Linked DNA regions of Sus scrofa: region 1 is linked to region 2. A link is a contact called in public HiChIP or PLAC-seq data. All regions are on one chromosome and are shown on one strand. The core of a region is the stretch at or near the end of the contact, and the rest is flanking DNA. Distances in the headings are between cores, read along the strand shown. Region 1 holds the start of SPATA2 (spermatogenesis-associated protein 2). Region 2 holds the start of PTGIS (prostacyclin synthase).

What was found. HiChIP or PLAC-seq counts read pairs in DNA pulled down with a chosen protein or histone mark.
Region 1: an H3K27ac HiChIP or PLAC-seq map of skeletal muscle shows a contact between it and region 2, with 4 times the contacts expected there. The contact joins the promoter of SPATA2 here to the promoter of PTGIS in region 2. A contact is called at or near these places in 1 of 47 Hi-C or Micro-C datasets (omental adipose tissue) and 1 of 2 datasets of contacts at active chromatin or transcription factors (skeletal muscle).

Annotation. Positions count from the first base shown.
Region 1 is chr17:51,499,101-51,502,580 of Sscrofa11.1, reverse strand. SPATA2 (spermatogenesis-associated protein 2) reads left to right here and starts at 1,681. Exons shown (of 3, transcript XM_021077959.1): 1 at 1,681-2,042.
Region 2 is chr17:51,198,372-51,202,131 of Sscrofa11.1, reverse strand. PTGIS (prostacyclin synthase) reads left to right here and starts at 1,617. Exons shown (of 10, transcript XM_005654247.3): 1 at 1,617-1,993. The coding sequence starts at 1,911.

The sequences.
Region 1 (3,480 bases), core at 432-2,931, 300 kb before region 2:
GTTAAGGATATGGTGCTGCTGTGAGCTGTGGTGTAGGTCATAGATGCAGCTCAGATCTGGCACTGCTGTGGCAGTGGTGTAGGCTGGCAGCTATAGCTCCCATTTGAACGCTAGCCTGAGTACTTCCACATGCCTTGGGCCCTAAAAAAAAAAAAAAAAAACAGTCAAAAAAAATTATGAAAGACAGTGCAGTTGTGGAGAATCAGAGAAAGGTAGGTCTTTGCTTGCAGAAATCTGAGAAAGTTTCAGAAAGGATGCGTGGATTGAGCTGGGGCTGGAAGCCAAGAAAGCAAGGAAGGGAAGAGGGGAAAGGAAGAACATTTGTACTGAGGGAACAGCAATATAGAGGCACAGAGGCCAGAGGGGCAGAAGAGCATGGTAAGTGCCAAGAGCCAAGACCATGTTAGGGAAAGAGAACCTAGCATAGAGTGGGCTCTTAGTCTTCATTAAGAGGCTAAGTTAGAACGAGCTGTTCAATGGCAGATACGATCAACAAAGTCTTGAGTATGTGCTAGGTATTTTGCAAGCACAAGGATTTAGAGCAGGGGTGAACCACAAAACCAGAGCTCAGAGCAACATGGTGGGAGACAGATCCATGAAGTGAAGTGACAAGCCACCAGTGTTGATGCCAGTGTGGTCTATACTGAAGATGTCTGGAAAAAAGTCACGAAGCAAGGAGGCAATATTTTGGCTCGATCTTTCCTAACACTGGCTTCCATTTAGGGAAGTTGAGGGCAGAATTTAATCATTTTCTTAAACAGTAACCAGATTTTAAAAACAAACTATTTATACATTATTTTTTAGGGCCGCACGGAGGCATATGGAGGTTCCCAGGCTATGGGTCCAATGGGACCTACAGCTACCGGCCTACACCACAGTCACGGCAATGCAGGATCCGAGCTGCATCTCTGAGCTGCATCTGCAACCTACACCACAGCTCACCGCAATGCTGGAGCCTTAACCCACTGAGCAAGGTCAGGAATCAAACACGCATCCTCATGGATACTTGTTGGATTCCTTTCTGCTGTGCCACAACGGGACCTCCATTTTTTTTCTTTTTTCTTTTTTTCCCTTGTTTGGCCGCCCTACTGGAGCTCCTGGCCAGGGATCAGATCCCAATCATTGCAGTTCCCACCTAAGCCCAGGCCAGATCCTTAACCCACTGAGTGAGGTCAAGCATGGAACCAACATCCTCATGGATACTAGTCCGGTTTTTAACCCTCTGGGCCGCAAGGGGGAACTCCCCCCTCACTCTTAAACACACCCTGCATCAACAGTCCTCTCAAGGATGAGTTCAGTCTCGCATGATACTGGGCATCAGACTTACTTTTTTGGGGGGGGGGTCGTGCAGAAGTTCCGGGGCGAGGGATCGAACCCACGCCACAGCTGCGACCCGAGCCACAGCAGTGGCAACCCGAGATCCTTAACTCGCTGCACCACCAGGGAACTCCTCACTTTTTCGAAGCCTACGGCATGTCCACCTGTACAATGGGGGTGAGGGATCCAACCGTCAGCTCCTGCCCAGGCGCAGCTGGGAGTTCAGTTCGCAGATCGTCTCTGCAAGGGGAAAGTCCGAGAGGTGGAGGCAGTCTGCGCTTGCAGCTGAGCAATCCTATCCCGGCTCCAGGCCGGTTCCCATGACAACCTGGCCGGCCACCTTCCCGGGCCGATGGTTGCGTCACTTCCTGTCCGTTTATTTCCGGGTCCGAGCCCGAGACGCGGTAGCGGTCCTTCAGACCCTAAAGCAGGATTCCGCGGCTTCTCTACTCACTCTTCGGCCTTCCACTTCTTCCTCCGCCGCGGGCGGGTATCGGCTTCTGCCCGGCCCAGCGCGCAGCCGCAGCACAGCCTCCATTTGGACCCGCCTCCGACAGACGTCACTTCCTAGCTGAGTGTTTCCGGGTCGCCGCGGCCCCGGGGTACTGGTCTCGGTCCCCTGCAGCCGGCCGGAGCGGCGAGAGCCCAGCCGGGCCTGGCTCCGGCGGCGGCCGCGGCTCCTTCTTGCTCCCCTCGTCCGGGGCGTCCTCGGCTGCAGTGCCGGGGTGAGTGCGGGGCGGCCGGGGCGGAAACGGCCTCTGGGGCTTTCCCGGGCGGAGGGGGCGCCTGTTCGGCGGGGCTCGGCCGGCCCGGGAGCCTCGTCCCTTCGCGGCCGTCGGGGCCGACGGGCCGGCCCGCCTTTTGGGCCCTTCAGCTAGTAGTCTTCAGGATCCTCAGTCTCTCCGGCACGGGCTGGCTCTCAGACTCCTGCGACCGGCCATGGGTGGCTCCGGGCAGTCAGGAGAAACACCCCTTCTTCGGCGACTAACAGCAGCAGGACACCCCGATTCCACCGTGAGGCAGTTACCGCGCAGTGGTCCTCAGCCCAGGCTCTGGAGGCAGGCTCTGGGGTTTGTACTCACTCTGTGACCTTGGACAAGTCACTTTATCTTCTGAGTCTCAGCTGCCTAAAATTAGTTAAACGGGGAGTGAAGCTGCCTTATAGGGCTGTGGTGGCGACGAGGCGAGATGATGCACGTGAAGCAGTCTGGCATACAGCAGGCGTCCAGTAAATGACAGTTGCTGTTATTCATTCACAGACCCGTGCGGAGGGCCTGAGTTAGGGACTAGGATGTTTTTCACAACGATGTGGCCCTAAGAGGCTGTGGGAATTATCAGGCTGGGAATAGCAGCCGCCAGCTTCTGACCTCTGCAGGGAGGGGACCCTGGTTCCTTTAGAGCCCCTTTGAGGGTGGCAGCTGCCACTGAGGGAGCCCGGTTTCAGCTTCACTGAGGTTATTTTCAGAGGTTTGGAAGCCCTCTCTGAATTTGCCTGGAATCGAGTTGGGGTGTGGGGACCCTCTGGCGTTTCACAACGAGTGGAAGACTGGTTGGGATGTGTCTCAGGGGCCTCTGGCTTGGAATGAGTGCAGAGGAGTGGCTGCGGAGGTGGAGGGGGTTGAACTGAGCTCCCCTTGTTGCTGTTCAGAGGCCAAGGGAACTCTGAGCTGCCTGAAGCTAGCTAGATCCCTGGGCTAGCTGGTAAACCTGTGCACTGGGGCCGTGCTGGGCCCAAAATAGCTTCTGCCTGTGCAGGGAGGGGGCGCCTTCAGATGCTGCTTGGGGAATGTTTCTGCTTGAATGGGCCAGCTGAGGTAAAGCCAAGCTCATGCTTTGCTATCCAAAATCATTTCCATTCCGTTCAGTGGGGTTTTAAACATACAGCTTTCCTTTGAGGTGTTTACAAAAAATAATAATTTAAACAGCTGCTGACTCCCTGACTGCGATATTTCTCTCATCATTGATTTGCTTTTCAAAGGGGGCCGGGATTGTGGGCGCAGTAAGTGCTGACCAGGCCTCTTGGCTCTGGGCACCCGCCTGATTCTGTTAGGGATGTTCACCGTGCCATTTTTTTTTTTTTTTTTTTTTTTTCCGCCAGACTGGCACATCTTGGCGTTCCAATCCTTGGGTTGCTTGGAGAAATTAACGGCTTCTGTCAGTGTG
Region 2 (3,760 bases), core at 368-2,867:
TAATTCATTTATGAATTAGAAATGTTAAGTACGGTCAAGGGGGAAAAAAAAAAAGAAAGAAGAAGAACAGTTCAAGGCACCAGACAGGGCTGATAAGACCACTTTAGACCAGGCAGTCAGGGGGCACTTCTTTGAGGAGATGACTGTTGAGCAGAGACAGAGGGATGAGGGATGTGATGAAAAAAGCCAGCTCCCCAAGTATCGGAGAGAAGAGTGTTCCAGTCAGAGGAAACAGCCAGTTCAAAGGCCCTGAGGTGGAACTGGTTTGGCACATTTGGGGCAGGATGAAAGATGAGTGTGGCTGGAGCAGAGAGGGCGAGGCAGGGAGTGGGAGGACATGAAGTCGAGGAAGCAAGGGCAGGAGGGGGCAGGCCAGGGTTCTAACAGGAACCTGTAGGGACTTGGGTTGTGTTTTGAGTGAGGTGGAGCCCTGGAGGGTTCTGAGCAGGATTCAGGTGGAAGATCTGACTTCGTTTCTAGCAGGCTCCTTCTGACTACAGCAGGGAGAACGGACTGCAGAGAGATGAGGGCTGAAGCCAGGAGACCAGCAAGGAGTAACAGCTCGTCCAGGGGGCAATGGGTAAGATGAAATGAAACCTGTGCCTGAATTCACCAGGCAGAGAGTGGCAGTCACAGGATTAGAATCAGACCTCCTGGGTCCCAGCTCCACGCTCTGCCCACTGTCTCACAAAATGCACATGTGCCCAGCATCCAGGGGCACCACCTTAGGCTGAAGGATGTTTGATGGGATTTCTTTTCCAGTATGTTCTCTATGAAACGACGGTGAGATAGGTTAACTAGCCTAAAATTGTACTCAGACTGCCTCCATGGAAAAAGTCCATCTTGTATCTTGGAAAAAAACCCAAAGACAAAACCCAAAAAACCCTCACATGTGCCCAGCACTCATAGTTTGCAATTCCCTTTGCTGACACGCTCTCATCAATCCTTCAGAGAAACCCCTTAAGGCAAAGTACAACTGTGATTTAAGAAACCGGCGGTAAGCTCCCAGAGGTAAGCTCCCTGGTGGAGGATTCCCAGGTGTAAATGAGGGTGGGGTGTGTGGAAGGGGTGCTAAGTGGTGGGTTCCAGGCCTTCCAGCTGGGAGCCCAGGTTCTCACCAGCAGCCAGGGGTGGCCTCTTGCAGAGCCACTAGCACCAGAGCCCAGCATCCTAAGTGCCAGATAACTGTGACAATGGCCACTATATTCCGAGCCCCTGCCGCGCTCCAGGTACAGATCTGGGCGCTTCACATCATCGGTGTGTCCCTCACAGCAGTTGAGGCTGGGGTACTCAGAGCCAGGTCCGGTCCAACTCCATCCCTCCCAGACCAACAGCATAGAAAACGAATGGTCTCTAGTCCTTCTGGGGCAGGGATGCGTCGGTGTCGGGGGGCGGGGGGCAGAGTGTGGGGACGGCTCAGGTGGCACGTCGGGGAGTCCAAGGCCCGCCACAATCCCTCCTCCCCCACCACGTAGCCTCCATCCTCACACTTCCTTCTCCATCCCCATTCCCCTCCGCCTCCCCGTATTCCTTTCCTTTTTCTTCCCCAAATCCCCACCCAGCCCTCTCTGTACATCCCCCAACCCCTTCTCCTACATCACTCCTCCCGTCCTCTACATCCTCCTCCTTCCCCTCAAACCCACATCTCCTCTCCAGCGTGTCCACATTTTCCACACATACGCCCCCCACCCCTTTCTCAGTCCAGCGCCTTAGAGCCCGTCCGGCGGGAGCCCCTGTCCACCCTCCGACCTGGGAGGGATCGCAGGCCCCGCCCCGCTCCGCCCCGCCCCCAGGCAGATGGGCGGGGCCAGGGGGAGGGGGGTCGGCCTCGGGACTAGGCCCGCGTGGCCGTTGAGGCAGACCCGCAGCTTCCCGCGCTCGGCCGCGGCAGCCCGGTCGCCGGTCCTGCCATGTCCTGGGCCGTGGTCTTCGGCCTCCTGGCCGCGCTGCTACTGCTGCTGCTGCTGCTGCTGTTGACCCGCCGGCGCACGCGGTGAGTGCCCCCCGCCCGGCTCGCTCTGCCCGGGGCTAGACAAAGGGGGCGTCGCGGCTCTCGGCTCCCGGCCGCAACCCGGCTGCAGCGAGGGGGTCGCCGAGACAGCGGCAGGCCGGCGCCGGAGCCCCATGCCCCACTCCCGCAATAGGACAGGGTCCCCTGCAGCCCCGGGCGAGCCCTTCAGAGGTGGGAGTGCAGCCCCCCGGCCCGAGGGGTTCCCGCGCTGCTCCCGGCCCCGGGGCGCGGGCCCGGCCGAGCGGCAGTTGCCGAGAGGGCATAAAGTTGGGAGACGCTCGTGGGAAGGTGCGGGAACAGGGGCCCCCGAGGGCGAGAAGTGAAGTCAGGTCCTGGCCCAGAGCGCGAGGCCAGGGACCAGCGAAGGGGTTTCAGGTGGGAACCGAGAGTCACAGGTGCGGAGTGGGTGCGGACAGGTTGGGCGTGACTCCCGGCCTCCACCTGGATGCCGCACCAACTCGAGATCAACTCTGTATCAGCCTTGCTCCTCATTCCCATTGCACGGATGGCAGAGTTGAGGCAGGGGTGGTAGGCAGAGGCCCTGCCTGACCTGGATGAAGGGGCTGGGAAGGCTCAGTATTTCCCTGTGCCTGAGAACTCAGGCCCACAAAGGGGTCTCCCTTCTGCGGAGGTTCCATAGCCTGGACACAGTAGAACCCGACCAGATGTCTCAGCTTCCTAGGCGCAGAGGTTCTCCTGCCCCATTGAGAATCTGTGATTTAGGAGAAACACTAAGACCCATCCGTCTCAAATGGCAATAGGTCTTTTGCTTTTTATAAAATGGTTTTAAAAAATAATTTGAGGAGTTCCCGTTGTGGCGCAGCGGAAACGAATCCGACTAGGAACTATGAGGTTGCGGGTTTGATCCCTGGCTTGGCTCAGTGGGTTAAGGATCCCGCATTGCTGTGAGCTGTGGTGTAGGTCGCCGACGCCGCTCAGATCTGGCGTTGCTGTGGGTGTGGTGTAGATTGGCAGCTACAGCTCTGATTAGATCCCTAGCCTGGGAACCTCCATATGCCAAGGGTGCGGCCCTAAAAAGCAAAATAAAATAAAATGAAATAATTTGAATTGTACAAGGAATACATTTGACTTAAAACGAACATTTATCGCATTATAGATAAGACTGAAGCCCTTCTAACCAGGCTTCCGATAATTCTGGACCTCTCCTGTTGATTAATTTGGGAGGAACCTTCCAGAGCTTTTTTAAAGTACACTTTTTAATTTTAGACTGGTTTTATATTTACAGAAAAGTTGTACAAAGAGTTCCCAGATACCCCCTCACACAGTTTCCACCACTGTTAACGTTTTACGTTATCATGGAACAGTCATTAAAACTAAAAAACCAGCGCTGGTCTGTTAGAATTAATCAAGCTCCAGACTTTATTTGAATTTCATCAGTTTTTCCCCTAACATCTTCTTTCTGTGCCAGGATCCCATCCAGGGTACCTCACTGCCTTTGGTTGTCATAACTCCTCAGCCTCCCAGCTCTTGAGAGAATTACTTTTATGCACATAGACGTTAAGCCCGTTAGTCCGTAGATAAGACAGGGCAGTGGAAGTGTGTGTTAATGCGTGTGTGTGCATTTAATCAGTGTCAGAAAATTCCAGAAATTTTCTGGAAACTATTTTTAAACAGTGTATTAGTGTGAATTTCTAAACAATGAGCTCACGATATTTTTCTTTAAGAGCCAGACACTTTTCCAGGTGAGATTTAAAGCCATGCATTCAATCACTTGCCTGGAAAAATTGA